3 separate regions of the Mus musculus genome follow, and regions 1 and 3 are each linked to region 2. The links are chromatin contacts, called in public Hi-C maps. All regions are on one chromosome and are shown on one strand. Each heading gives the region's core, a stretch centred on a gene start, on an enhancer-like site or on the middle of the called end of the contact. The rest is flanking DNA. Distances are from core to core; before and after follow the strand shown. Region 1 overlaps Tcf7l2 (transcription factor 7 like 2, T cell specific, HMG box). Region 2 has its middle 20 kb from the start of Gm31965. Region 3 has its middle 55 kb from the start of Gm52391.

Region 1 (4,337 bases), core at 1,781-4,280, 220 kb before region 2:
GCTATTCTGCATGCTGCTGTATTTTTTAATTATTGTAATGAGGTGTGATTGTCTATTGGTTACCCACAATTCTTCTTAGGGACTCTCCCCCCCAGAAACTCTTGTCAACACTTGTTAATTTGACAAAAGGCTACAAATTAAGCTCTGTTAATTTAATGTTTTCTCACCGAGATCTAAATACCGAAAGAGGCCCAAAGCGCAAGTGAAGTCCTTTGATTCGCTGTCCTTTATTTTGGTATAAATTTACATTCATTATTGTTTTCCTTTGGATGTGGAGCCCTCAATTAGTGTGATGGCTCCATTAAAGCAAGCGAGACGTCGCCTTTAATTATTACAACAAAACACCTAGTCTCAGCTTGGGGAGAGGGTCTCTATTGACATAAGCAGAGGTTATAAAATTTAATTAGCCATTCCTATCAGATTTATGGCATTCAAATTGTTCTGTGTTTCTTCCCTTTGATCCTGCCTGTACAATCCCCAAGATTTTTGTTCTGATCAAATGAGAATAAAGCTTACTGTACGGCGAGAACGTCCCCCTTCTTCTTCCCTTTCTTGTGCCCACCCCCAGCCCTCATTTCTAGTCTCTCACTTCTTTAACACCCCTTTTTTGTAGGCAAGGTCAGCCTGTGTACCCAATCACGACAGGAGGATTCAGACACCCCTACCCCACAGCGCTGACAGTCAACGCATCTATGTCTAGGTGAGTCGCTGTGACTTCTTGTGAGGCCCTCTAGACAGCGTCAGGCCACCCAGGGCCTGTGGACATGTGCGGGTATAATAATATAAACCACTGTTCATTAGTCTTTACTCCTGAAAAAAAAAAAAACACAAAAAGTTACCTTGACCTTTCAACGTAAGTTGAAACTAAACTAAACTAAACTAAAATTTTGCTGAACTAAAATTTGGGGAGTCTGTCCATGGAGCATCATAGAGTCACAAGTTAAGAAGGCAGGGCGGGGCTGAGAAAGGTTCAGCAGCTAAGTACACTTGATGCTCATGAAGAAAAGTTGGGTTCGGTTCCCAGCATGCACATGGCCACTCACAACCATTTGTAACTCTGGCTCCGGGGTATCCAGCGCCCTCTTCTGGCCTCTCCTAGCATGTGGCGCACCTACCTGCAAGCAGAGATACTCACACGCATAAAAATAAATAACTCTCTGAAGATGACAGCAGCCAAGTCAGGGAAAAGCAGCTGGAATGGCGTCATTTTTGAAATCATCGTTCCTCTGTTGTCCTCTGTAAGGAGGGAGGAAATGAAGATAACTTATGATTATTATTCAGAGAATTTGTGGAAACACTGGTGGGTGTTCTCTGACCATTTCAGACGCTGGTTCAGAGTTTGGTATAATCAGCTATAGTCTAGCCCCTCAGAGCGGCCATGTCCAGTAGAAACCTGATGGGAGCTACTCTGCATTTTACATTTTACATTATTTTTACCTTTTTTCCCCTCCCCCTCCCCCCACTTACATGTCAAATCACTTTAAGAAGGTCACCCATGGTAAAATGTTTTCTGTGACACATTGTATCCGTTTCCGTGACACATTGTATCCATTACTGACCTTCACATGCTGCTAAATCTTTGAGAGTTGTAAAGAAACTATGTCTGCATCCATACCTACAGACTCATACATAAGCGTATATACAGTGTATATATGTATCCCAGGACTCATTTTCCTCTCTCTAATTAATTCTGGCTAATTTTTTCAGTGACTGCCAGTTTATTTACAAACTGGTTGGCAGCGATATGTTTAAGTAGTCACTAATTGCCCCTAATGATAGTTTTAGTTTCTGTTCATCCGATTTTCCGTTGAGTTAATTAAATCGGTGGAGGTTTAGACTTTCCTGATGGGCTGAAGCAACCGATCCATTTGGATGATGCCCCCTGATTCAATTAGCACGCACTGCACGGCACGGATGCTGTCCCCCAGCTGGCCTCTGTGGCCAATACAGGGAGCCAAAATGAGAGAAGGGGCTGCAAAGGGCGCCTGGCATGCTTCCTTCCCTGCTTGCAGGAAAACAACTTTTGTCGTGGGACTTGCACCCACTGACAGAAGCATGCCACAGTGTGGCTAGAGTTTCTAGTGAACGCATGAATATCGTGGGGCTTGAAAGACCCATTCCCCACGTGTGATAGATCATCTGGATCTCGGAATCCGCGCCTGTATGAGTTAGGTAGGAAAATGATTTTCTGCAGTCTCTCCGCTGGAGAAAGCAGAAAGGTTACACTCATTAGATAATGTCGTCACAGTCCGTGGAAAGCGTGAGAGCAAACGGGGAACCTCCTGGGAGGAGAGGAGAGGGGCCTGCGTATGATCCCAGCTCCATCCCGGCGTTCACAGGCCGCTTCTGATTCTTTTCCTGCTTGTTTGTTCTGCGTATCCAGAGGTTGAAAGCGATGAAGTAATCGTAGGATGGGGATTGGGGGTTAAGCTTATTGATTGAATTATCATTAGGAGGCTAGCTGATGATTTATAGGTCGCAGAGGGTGGAGGGAAAGAAGGGGGTGGTGGGAAGAAAGGTTGGGGGCTGGCAGTACGGGGCGGGGGGTGGCCGATTCTCCAGGTAGGCCAAATGAAAGGTAGCTAGTTAGAAAGCGTATACAGCAAATTAAATACATTATTGTGGTAATGGGGTGACAGAAGTATAGGTCTATTATACGTATGGCAGTTATAGCGAATGTAGGCAGCTTGCCCTGTTCCAGAACACCCTTTGATATTTATTCTATTCAGCAGCAGGGCCAGGACTTCTCAGAATTAAGTGATGGGTCATTATACTTTAAACACCATGGAGAAGCCTAGATTGGCAATTAAACAGCTCTTGCTGACACTCACTTGTGCCACCCTGTGACCCCCTTTAGATTGAGATGTTGGAGCTCCGGGCCCTCAGCCTGCTAAATTGGGCAAGGCTCTTCTCCTGACGAGAGCAGGCCCTGAAATCTGCCGGCTTCAAAGGGAGCGAGATCATGTATAAACCATAATGTAGGTGCACCGTGGCTCACAAAAAATAAGGCAGGAAGAGATGAAATGTTACAAGTGCGAGGGGGGGCGGTGGTGGTGGTGGCGAGAGAATAATGACGATCCGCACGCGACTCAAAGCAGGACGGCTACACGGGGAAAATGCATCCCACGGCCTGTGCATAAAATCAAGGCCGGCAGATGACGTGCCGCTCACAGAAACGTGTCAACAGTGAGGCAAAGTGAGAGTGAGCATGAGAGAGGCCCCTGAGACAGCCAGAAACAAAAATTAGTTGTCCTTAACAAGTTTAGATTCATCATTATATTCTGGCTTCCAGCCATAAAAGCAGACAGGGGTGTATAATGAGCTGCTTAGAATTTTTTTGAGGGTGTTTTATGAGGCAGTTGTCTGCAGAAAGGGGGTTCGTGGGTGAAGGTGCATGCATCTTGTGTGAAGATGTACAGCTGTTGTGCCTTTTCCACGTGCATCAACGTGTGGAGGTCAAGGGACTCGAGAGCGTGCATTCTTTACCGTGGTACTCAGGTCTGCCTCCACCCCAAAATGAGCTCCAGTCTTGTTGCCTGCCTCCTGTTTGTATGTATACAGAGATCATACGTGCCCACATGGGTTTTTTTTTTTTGTCTTTCTCTCCTTCATGTGTTTGTACACACATTCTTATACTGCAGGAAAAGGAAATGTATGTATTTGAGACTTTGATCGTAAAAAGCTTCTCTCTACCCGCCCTTCATTCAAGGGCTTCCGGTGACTTCTGTTCTTAAGTGGCTTTTGCTCTGTGGGCTGGGAGCAGTGGGAGGAACGGATGTGACATCAGAGCTTAAGGGTTTACGTCCTTTTTTCAGTATTTGGGGGGCCAGGATGTTGGTTTTCTCTCCCCCTCCCCCTCGCACCCCCAACCTCTCTGATTCCTATTAAATCATGTCATTGTTTTCAAACTCCAGTTCTGCCTTAAGTCTGCAGAGGTGGCCAGAGGGTGGGATTTCTGAGTGTTCTCTGTGGATATATTTGTCTCTGTTAAGATACACTGAGCCTATTCATTCTTCAAGTTTTTTTTTGAAATACCTTTTCAAACGAACATTTTTATATTATTTGTTTCTCTGATCCACTTACAGAGGAACTTTGTAAATAAAAACAAGAACCCTTTGAAATCCTCACTGTGATGACATTTCACTGAAACCCCTCTCCTAGAACTCCCAGAACTCATTTCTCAAGAGCAGGATGCTGGTCTGCACTGGCCCCTGGGTGGTGGCTGTCCTCTTCTGGTTTTAGCCTTATTAGAAGGGCAGCCATTGCCTCAATCCAGCCTGGATTTGCCTCACCTGAGCAATCTGTCCTTCTCCTCCTTTGCCCTATTTTTGTACACA
Region 2 (4,288 bases), core at 261-2,760:
TTAAGGGGAGCACTAGCTAGTAGGAATGTCCCCCCTCCCCCATAAGCATTCAGAATTACCTTCTGGCTAAACAGTGAGTCGGGAGAAAAGGAAAAGAAAAAAGGGAAAAACAAAAACAAAAGAAAAAACAAAAGACGAGGACTTTCAGCCAAGACCCCATTGGCAGGTGAATAGGATTTGGAACAGCTCAGAATTTGAGCTTCTGGTGTTTTGTGAGCTACTTGGTCTGGTTTGCTTTATCCAGGAGTGCTTCTAGATTTTAAAGCATCCTTGCTTGTTGCAAAGATAAATAAATAAACATCCAGGCATTCAGGGAGAGTTTGACTTCACTTTCTCTTTTCCTCATTAGCGTCTGTTTGGATCTCCTCCTTGCCCCTTCGAAGCTTTTCTGCTGGAAGCTGATGCTTTTTAGAAGAGAAGGAAACGCAAAACAAACAGGAGTTTAGAAGCAAGCATCCTTGCACCTTGGGTTGGGTGGGGCTTCCTGTGAATGTATTTAGAAAGGAACACAAGTCTTTCTTAGCCAGCATTTATGAGGCCCTACCACTGGGGCCACTGGTAATGAGAAAGAGGCATGGCTTTGATTTACTATTGTCGTTTAAATAGATTTAAATCCACTGAAATGGTTTTGTTCCAATTCTTCTATCCATTTTTTCTCAGTTCACCGACTTCTCAAAAAAGCCTTTCCCAGTGTTCCTGACAGTTCCCTGCTCTGCAGAGGCGACTGGGTGAGAAAGTTTTGTGCTTTTTTTTTTTTTTTTTTTTTTTTTTCTTTGTCTTGCTTTTCCACTCCTGCAACCCTCTGAGGCCCCAGGGAAATCCTTAGTGTGCACTTGGCCAGTATGGACCGATATAAATAAAATACAAATCAAAGGCATCGTTTCGCTGGCTCCTTTAGGTTTCTAAGGCAGAAAAAAACGTTCTGATCACTGAAGCCATTTCAGGGCCCGAAATTAGAAAGTAATAAAAAATATCACACTCTCCCTGGTGGGCAGTGCATTTAATTGGCTCCCCAGCAGGGGTCCAGCTCTTGAGTCAGAAGTGCTTACTGTGTGGATCCCTGCTTTGGAAGGACTACATGCAAACACTACCAAACAAGTTTTTTTTTTTTTTTTTTTTTTTTTTAAATCAGCAAATGAAAACAGGAACACCAAAGGGAAATTCAGAGATGGCTGGAGAAGTGCTGTAGAGCGCAAAGGAAGAAAGATGCACGTATTCTGAATTTATTTAAAAATTACCTACATGGGATAAGAGGGTAACTTTATATGTTTAAGTCCTTTGGGATCCTCCCTATGACCCCATTTGGAATCTTTTAAACTCTAGCAACATGATGTTTTTACATAGAAAATCGACCACGTTCGAACACTTCTGGATGTTTGAGGTTTGCCTTTTAAAAGCTGATTTTTGGGTCACTCCTAGCCTAAGCAGGACACTCTTGACGCTAGAGGAGGGATCTGGACGCCCGGAAGGGTTAGGATGGTCCCCAGCTTCCAACGACTGCAGACCTTACAGCCTGGTGCTGTGCTGCCACCTTCTGTCCCAGCTACTGCGGCGAGAGGCAGCTCCGCTCTGAGCTGGTTCCTTGAGCTTTCAGTGAGGCAGGTTCCATGGATCCTGCCTGTTCCCAAAGCTGAAATGTCGGCTCCAGGCCTGGGGTTTGGCTTCTTGTAATGGCCGCTTTCAGAACAAATATTCAGCTTGCCTCCTTTCTCTGCCTCTTCCTTCCCGCCCCGTTCCAGATCTGGAAGTTTCCACAGGTAGGAGAAATGGAGATGAAAGGGAAAGAAAGGCAAGGCTTTTTTTGCTTCAAACGCTGCAGATGCCTGTCTATATCATTGAGCTGAGTGAGATGGAGGAGCAAGGAAGGGGCCTTGACAGGCAGGGCCAGATCTAGCGCCCCGGGAGAGGTATTCCCAGGAATGAGCCATTGGTTGAGATATTTAAAACTTAAGTGGACAAAACATTAGACCCTTCCCCACAGGGAACAAGGCTACAGTGGCTCTAGGGACCTAACCCTGGTGAGCACAAAGCCCTTCCCAACTCTACTTTTTTTTTTTTTTTTTTTTATGATTTCTCAATTGACTTCCCATTCTATAAAAAGTATTATGTTTCTGCTGAAAAAATCCAACGGCTCTGACATTCGGTCTGAGGTCAGGCTGGCTTCAACACAGTTTCATTTCTGTGGAGCATTAAAATGCCCCTGTATCTACTTTCTTTGAGCAAAGGGCAAGTGAATTCACATAATTAAACCTATAAATACATATTTTAGACAGGAGATTGGGGGGATCCTTCCTTGACTACCGGCCAAAGCATGATGCTCAGAGTACCTGGGACCTGCCAGGGGGTCCTTGGCAAACCCCCAGCCACTCCTGACCCACCAGTTTTAATTTGCTTGTCTCACTGGTCAGGGTGGCGGTATCCAATGTCCATTTTGAAGCTCAGGGCAAGACTGTGAGGCCGGAAGAGTTAACTTAGTTTGCCTTCCTTGCCACAGTTCCCTGGGTAGATTTTATGTTCTATACTAGATAGCAAAAGACAAAGAGAGCGGGGAAGAGGCGACATATGTCACCTTGCTTAGAGGATCTTCTCTGGGGTGGCTTGGTTCTGCTATGAAGCTGATCACAAGGTGCCCATTAATTGCCAGGAATTGAGTTTGGACCCAGTGGGGCAAAGTGGAATAAGCCCATTAGGAGAAATCTCTCCAGAACTTTGAACTGTTCTCAGGGAAAAGTTTAAAATCCCACACTCTTTAAGACATCACGTGACTTGGCCCCATCCTATGCCTGCCCTCGAGGCTCTGAGGCTCCTGAAGGCTGGGCCTCCTCTCCTATCCTTGGGAACTAAGTATTGTATTCTTCAGAGCCTGCCTGTGTGCTCAGCCCAAATCCACGGAGCCTCCTCCCCAGCCCTCTCACCTCATCAGCCTGTCTCCTCATCTTCCAGTTCCCAGCTAAGAAGTCACATGTAGAGGGAAGGCTTCCCAGAACTTTGAGCCTGGGTCAGGCCTCTGGAGCGTTTCTTGGCTCCCTTGGCTCTGGTCCCACCAGAACACATGTCATAAAGACAAGACAGGAGGCCAAAACTGGTAACACACTGTTGGCCTCCTCGAGAGAAATGCTCAGACCAAGCAGGCACCTCGCTCGCACTGTTTGTAGGCCTTGCTCCCCAGGCCTTTTACTGAGTTGTTACTGATGCTGTAGCTCTAGGGTGGGTTGGTTAGTAGTAGGCTGGATTAGCAAAGTTCATCACTCAGGTAAGGCAAAGGGCAGCTCTTGCAGAAATAGCAGTGGCAGGCTCCACCTGGAAGGGCTTCCTACAGGAAGTAATTTCCCAAAAAGAAAGATTTTTTAAATTATTTTATTTTGTGGAGAAGGTTCTCTGGGCAGTTTCCACAGAGCATGCCCCTGAGCACCGGACCGTTGTTTCCATGTCTTAGGATGAAACAATGCATAGCTGTGGTAAGAAATCTAAGCTGTATGGAGCTGTAAAAGACTAAGATATCAGTGCCTCTCTTAGCTTCCACACAGTCTGCGCTGTGTGGGGAGCCGTTAGGAGCCCTGTTGTGTTTTCTTCCCCCTCAAGATCATTATTATTAGTAGTAGTACTTTTTTACAATCTTTGCCCCAAGTCGTGGGCAAGAGGTGTTTTATTCCACACAAAAAGGGTGTATTGATAAAGTCCCTGGAAGGGGCTGAAGTCCTTTTACTTAGCTGGGGCTCTTGGGCAAGTATGGTGGTGTTTGTAGTCAGTGTTTGTGTCCTATGAACCATGGGTGATTCAGTAAGGCTGCTGTGATCTATCTAGCACATCTCCCCGCTCTAGGCAGTAGAGGTCTCCATCCCATGACACCCATGTTACAGGAACCGAGATTACTGGGTCTGTCACTTAAGACATACCAGGAGAGCCTAGTCGAGTGGAAAGTCTAAGTGATTAAGATGCATTTATGCCCAATCATTCCTAAGCCATATGGCTTCGTTAGGGGTTCTATTGCTGTGGTAAAAAAACAAAAACAAAAACAAAACAAAACAAACAACAACAAAACACCCCATTGTGGCCAAAAGTAACGTGGAGAGAAAAGAGTTCATTCTAACTTAAGCTCTCAGGTCACAGTCATCAGTGAGGGTCGTCAGGGCAGGAACTGAAAGAGGGAACGCCATAAGCAGAAAGTGAAGCAGAGGGACAGAGAGGAACGCTACTTACTGGCTTCTTTTCCACAGCTTGCTCGGTGTTCTTTCTTACACACTCCAGGACCACCTGCCCAGGGTGGCACGGCCTTCTAACATCAATT
Region 3 (4,542 bases), core at 406-2,905, 140 kb before region 2:
GTGCCAGGTCACAGCCGACTTCCCCGAGGAAGCGTAGCATCCAGTGCTGGCAAGTAAAGTAAGTGAGGAGATGACTATACCTGTTCCAAAGGGGGAGTCCCTGGAGTGATAGAAAAGAGAAAAGTCAGTGTGCCCAGAACCAGTAGAGTGAGGATATGGGCTGGTCCAAGATGGCACAGTAGATTCACAAAGGGGCTAGGCAGGGATGGGTAAATGTCGAGATTTAGGGGGTCCAGGGTCACTGGTGGGTTCTAAACAGGTAGCTGACCATCATGTAGCTGCAGTTTTGGAATGATAAAGGCAGGGGCAATGGGAGATATTGCAATACAGCTCAGAGTTTGAGCTGAGGGTGGCAGCCTGCTCTAGGTGGTGGCCAAGGTTGGGAGGGGGCATGGGAAAGGATGGGCCAGAGAGAAGCTGGGCGTGGACCAGTGGAGGTGGTGATTCATCAGTCAAGAGAGGGCTTCCAGTTCCAGGTCCTTTCGCTGTTCTGAGTGGGGCTTTTTCCTAGGCTGTGGCATGGAAGTGAGATTAGCTCTCCTAACTGTAAGAGGTCTCATCCACTTTCTGGCCTTTACCTTCCTCAACTGTATAAAGGGGATGGGTTATATTATCCCCAGGGACCATGATCCTATTCCCCATTGGTGATAGCCACAGACAATAAAAATTTAACCCATAGTGTACACTCTCATTACCTTCCAAAGAAACTCCTAAGAGTTTCTTTGTCACAATCTCCTAAAACACTAAGATATAAAAATCTCAGGTCTTTCCGTCTTCGCAGCTGAGCACACGAGCTGTGGTTAGAGCTTACTACCTTCAGTCTTCAGGGTCTTCACTGAATCAGGCACATCATAGATCAGGAATATTCTGGGGCTATCCCCACACACACCCCGTGAAGTTTCTCCTGCCTGGCTATCCCATGACAGGGCCCATGTGAGCATCCTATCAAGCTAGTAAATTCCTATGACAACAGACCGTTTTATCTGGTAGGCCTAGAGATCTCCCCAGATGCTTAGCCTGTCTGAGAGTGGGGGCTGCTGGGGAAGTCAGGTGAGAGATGTAGTTGGGTAGGAAATGAGAGGAACTGAGATCCAGAGCTCAGCCTAGGCTATTTGTGAAGGCCAGGAGCCCAGGTTTCTCTTACCAGGTACACAGGGGAGCAGGGTGGGTATTTATTAATTTATTTCTGACAGAGGCTCAGTTCTCTAGCAATATCCCAAAAGGCATCAGTGCCATGCGGCTGCAGCGGCTGGGTGGGGCCTCCTCCTCCTCCCTTTTATCTTACTCAGTGCATAAATCCATTAGCATGTTTTTTTCTTGAGCAGCCAAGATGTTAGGACCCATCACTCAAGTCATCCACGTGGCATTTCAGCCTTTCACTGGAAGACAATTGTGACTTCAGTCAAAGCCTCTTGACAGGAGAAAATGGAACCCTAGGACAGAATAATGCAGCCAAGTGCCCGCTGTCCCCTGCAGATCGTGGCTCTGTGCGCCATTACTTCCCAAATTGTCCTGCTGAAAGAATTCGCTTGTTTACATCTCTTTACGCCCCGGCATTTAACCTTGGGTTCTGAAGACTCTCTCCTTTCTCCTCCTTCCTACGGCAATTATTTCCTTTGTGGCTTTCATTTTATGTAATTACGGTGGACAGTCATCACGCAGGCATTTTACTGAGCGGGCGGCAGGGCAGAATGGGGCTCCCATTCCTTCTGGCCTGGGAACCATGTAACCTGACTCATTTGGGTTTTTTTCCTCAAGGATTTTCACCCTCCCAAAAGAAATGGAGAAGATATGTACCTAAAAATCTAAAAACACAGGAAGGGACAGCAAATGGCAAGGTGCTGTGATCTTATCTCATGGTGGCCATGTCAGCAGACGTGACACAGAAAACAAATCGCGGTTGCCAACTTCGTGATTGTGCGTGGGTGGCTTTTAGCCTATGCAGACAGGTTTTTGCATTTTTTAAAAAATTTATTGTGGAACAGTTCGAACGTCTGAAAATAGACAGGATGTTGCTGGTGGGATGTGAAATGGTATACCTCTTTCAGAAAGACAGACTGTTGGTTTCTTAAATGGGTAAACATAGAGTCACCATATGATTTAACAACTGCACTCCTAGGCATACAGGCAAGAGAAATGACGACATTTGCACACAAAAGCTTACACTATTGTTCATTACAGTTCCACTTAAAATGCCCCAAAGTAGAAACAACCCACAGCCAATGAATAAAACTGTCATAAAAGAGAATATTAAGCCATAAAAAGTACCCACGTGTTGGCGTAGGCAGCAACGTGGCTGCTAAGTAAAAGGCGCCAGTCACATTATGTAATTTCATTGAGGTGAAATGCCCAGAATAAACAGATCCACAGAGGTAGAATATGCACTAGTAGTTTTAGGGCTGCAGAAGAGAGCAGAGTACAATGGGGCATTATGACTAAGGGACATGGGGTCTAAGGAAGGGGTAATTAAAACGAGGCCGTGCTGATGGCAGACATGCTTCAGGCAGGCTGCATGGTTCCCAAGTCACACCCCAATACGACTGACTGTCCGTGACGAATAAGATGGAGAATAGTCAGGGTTTCAAGCTCGTGGCCTTGAGCCAGTCTTACACCGAGCCGTAGCTTCACTCTTCCCTTGAGTCAGCACCATCTCGTTTGAATTGCAGTGTGAACTCCCAAAAAGAACAAGGGCTCTCCTAAGAAAAGATTATTCACACCATAAACACTTAACAATAATTTATCAATGGCATTCAATATACGTTGTTCACATTGCCACCTGTCTTTTACACACACACACACACACACACACACACACACACACACACACACACACAGAGTTGTTTGAGTCAGGATTCCAATGAGGTAGATGTCTTAACTTCTTTTCCCGTTGCTATGGTAAATACTCTGACAGAAACATGTTAAGGAAGAAGTGTTTCTCAGCTTACAGTTCAAGGTACATGGTGGGGAAGTCATAGAAGCTGGAGCTCGAAGCAGCCTGTCACTGTGTCTGTGGTCAGAGGAGAGCCATGCTTACCTGTACTCTCCATTTCACAGACCAGCATCTCTTGCCCAGGGAGTGATCCTGTCCACAGTTACAGTGGATCTTCCCACATCAGTCAATGTACTCAAGACAATGCCCTCCAGGCATGGCCCAGAGGCCCATCTCCCCGAGGTTCTGCATGCCAGGCTAACCACCCCAGGAAACATGGCAAAGGTTGAACTGTTCCTCCGAGTCTTTTCACCTTGAGATATCCTACCCGCTCTCCTTTGAAAGCCATCTAAAGTGTTTGAGACCTTTGTCTCAGACTGTCCCATAGTCAGGATTTTTACTGATAACATGCCAATTGTGTAGTTTAATGTGTTGCTCTGTCCCCGGAGTCTACTGTCATCGATTGGTAGCTCCTTCTAGAGTCTGCACCTAATTCATCCTTCTGTCAGGAGACAAAAAGCTCCCCAGCTTTCTCTCTGTGGTGGCTACTGGTAGCTTTCAGGGCTTGAATCCTTCCACACATTAGGACAGTGCAGTATTTAAAAAGTAAAAAGAATTCCCAACGTTCCTTCTTCACATACGAACCAGAGCTAAGTTACTTCATCTCACTTTTCTGACCCCATTAGAAACTTGTCCTATCTTGAAAGAGTCTTGAGTTTGACAGATGAGCACAGGTCTTGGAGACCCTGCCCTGTAGCTTCTAAAACCCTACACCTTACCTCGGAGCACAGTAGGGGCTGATGCAACGGCTCCGTGCAGGGAGCAAAATGGAAGAGACCTGTCTGCCCACCGTCCCCTTTCACCCCATGTCTATCTGCCCTTCCTCCAGCGCTCAGCAAGCCCATAGGTCTCTGTATGCTTACCTGCGCTGCTCTCGGCTTGACTTGCTCATTTATTCACCAAATATTTACTGAACACCTGCTGCATACCCAGCACCATGTGAGGAACTGAGGAGAGAAACACAAACAACAGATGATCCCCCTAAGAAGCTCACAGTTCAGTGGGGGAGGAGAACCTACAAGCGAATTGATCATTAGGAATCCCTCTTGTCACTCAGGTCACTTGTCACCTCCTTCAGGAGGCCTCTTTCCTTCTCCCTTCTGGTCCTGCAGAACCGACCACTCTCTCTGTGTTGTCCTTCTTCACGGATGCTGGTCCAGTGCTCATTACATTGTGGGGAGGGGGCAGGAGCATGGATATCCTCTGGCTCACAAGCTCCAGTGGGAAACAATCTGAAGAGGGATGTTATTTCTATCTACATCTGTTTCTGTTGTTTACCAGTTGTGTGATTTAGGCTAAGTGACTTCATTTCTCTAATCTCAGGTGTCGTATGGGGTGTTTCCTACCCGGAAGGGTTATATTGAGGACTGAAAAGTGAAGAGAGCACATACCTGTAGTTACTGCTAATTTCCTTCTCCTATCTGAATTTCAGCATCTCTTAGCGCTAAGCATTGGTGGGATCACTTGGAAAGGAATAGGATGGAGTCTTAAGTCATTTAAAAGTCGGTAAATAAGTGTGGGGAGATAATTAACAGGGGAGTCTGCTGGAGCCT

What was found. Hi-C and Micro-C count contacts between places; a contact is called where the count stands out from the background.
Region 1: a Hi-C map of the N1E-115 cell line shows a contact between it and region 2, with 8 times the contacts expected there. The contact joins two enhancer-like sites. A contact is called at or near these places in 1 of 15 datasets of contacts at CTCF or cohesin (the NIH/3T3 cell line), 27 of 484 Hi-C or Micro-C datasets (the C3H10T1/2 cell line, MC3T3-E1-derived osteoblasts, the N1E-115 cell line and 18 more), 4 of 115 datasets of contacts at active chromatin or transcription factors (embryonic basal ganglia, embryonic forebrain, embryonic midbrain and 1 more) and 2 of 9 other capture datasets (embryonic stem cells and embryonic tail).
Region 3: a Hi-C map of the N1E-115 cell line shows a contact between it and region 2, with 2.9 times the contacts expected there. The contact joins two enhancer-like sites. A contact is called at or near these places in 1 of 15 datasets of contacts at CTCF or cohesin (the NIH/3T3 cell line), 2 of 484 Hi-C or Micro-C datasets (the N1E-115 cell line and cerebral cortex), 2 of 115 datasets of contacts at active chromatin or transcription factors (embryonic fibroblasts and embryonic stem cells) and 1 of 9 other capture datasets (embryonic stem cells).

What each region holds. Positions count from the first base shown.
Region 1 is chr19:55,911,946-55,916,282 of GRCm38.p6, forward strand. Tcf7l2 (transcription factor 7 like 2, T cell specific, HMG box) reads left to right here. Exons shown (of 15, transcript NM_001331146.1): 8 at 614-700. Among named protein-coding and RNA genes, the nearest start is that of Gm52391, 24 kb to the right of the region's middle. Within about 2 kb of position 3,031, at least 43 of the 459 cell types and tissues checked have an H3K27ac peak or open chromatin away from gene starts, as enhancers often do. A contact at or near this core is called in the N1E-115 cell line, where this site is marked.
Region 2 is chr19:56,132,796-56,137,083 of GRCm38.p6, forward strand. No RefSeq gene overlaps it. Among named protein-coding and RNA genes, the nearest start is that of Gm31965, 20 kb to the right of the region's middle. Within about 2 kb of position 1,511, at least 44 of the 459 cell types and tissues checked have an H3K27ac peak or open chromatin away from gene starts, as enhancers often do. A contact at or near this core is called in the N1E-115 cell line, where this site is marked.
Region 3 is chr19:55,990,681-55,995,222 of GRCm38.p6, forward strand. No RefSeq gene overlaps it. Among named protein-coding and RNA genes, the nearest start is that of Gm52391, 55 kb to the left of the region's middle. Within about 2 kb of position 1,656, at least 32 of the 459 cell types and tissues checked have an H3K27ac peak or open chromatin away from gene starts, as enhancers often do. A contact at or near this core is called in the N1E-115 cell line, where this site is marked.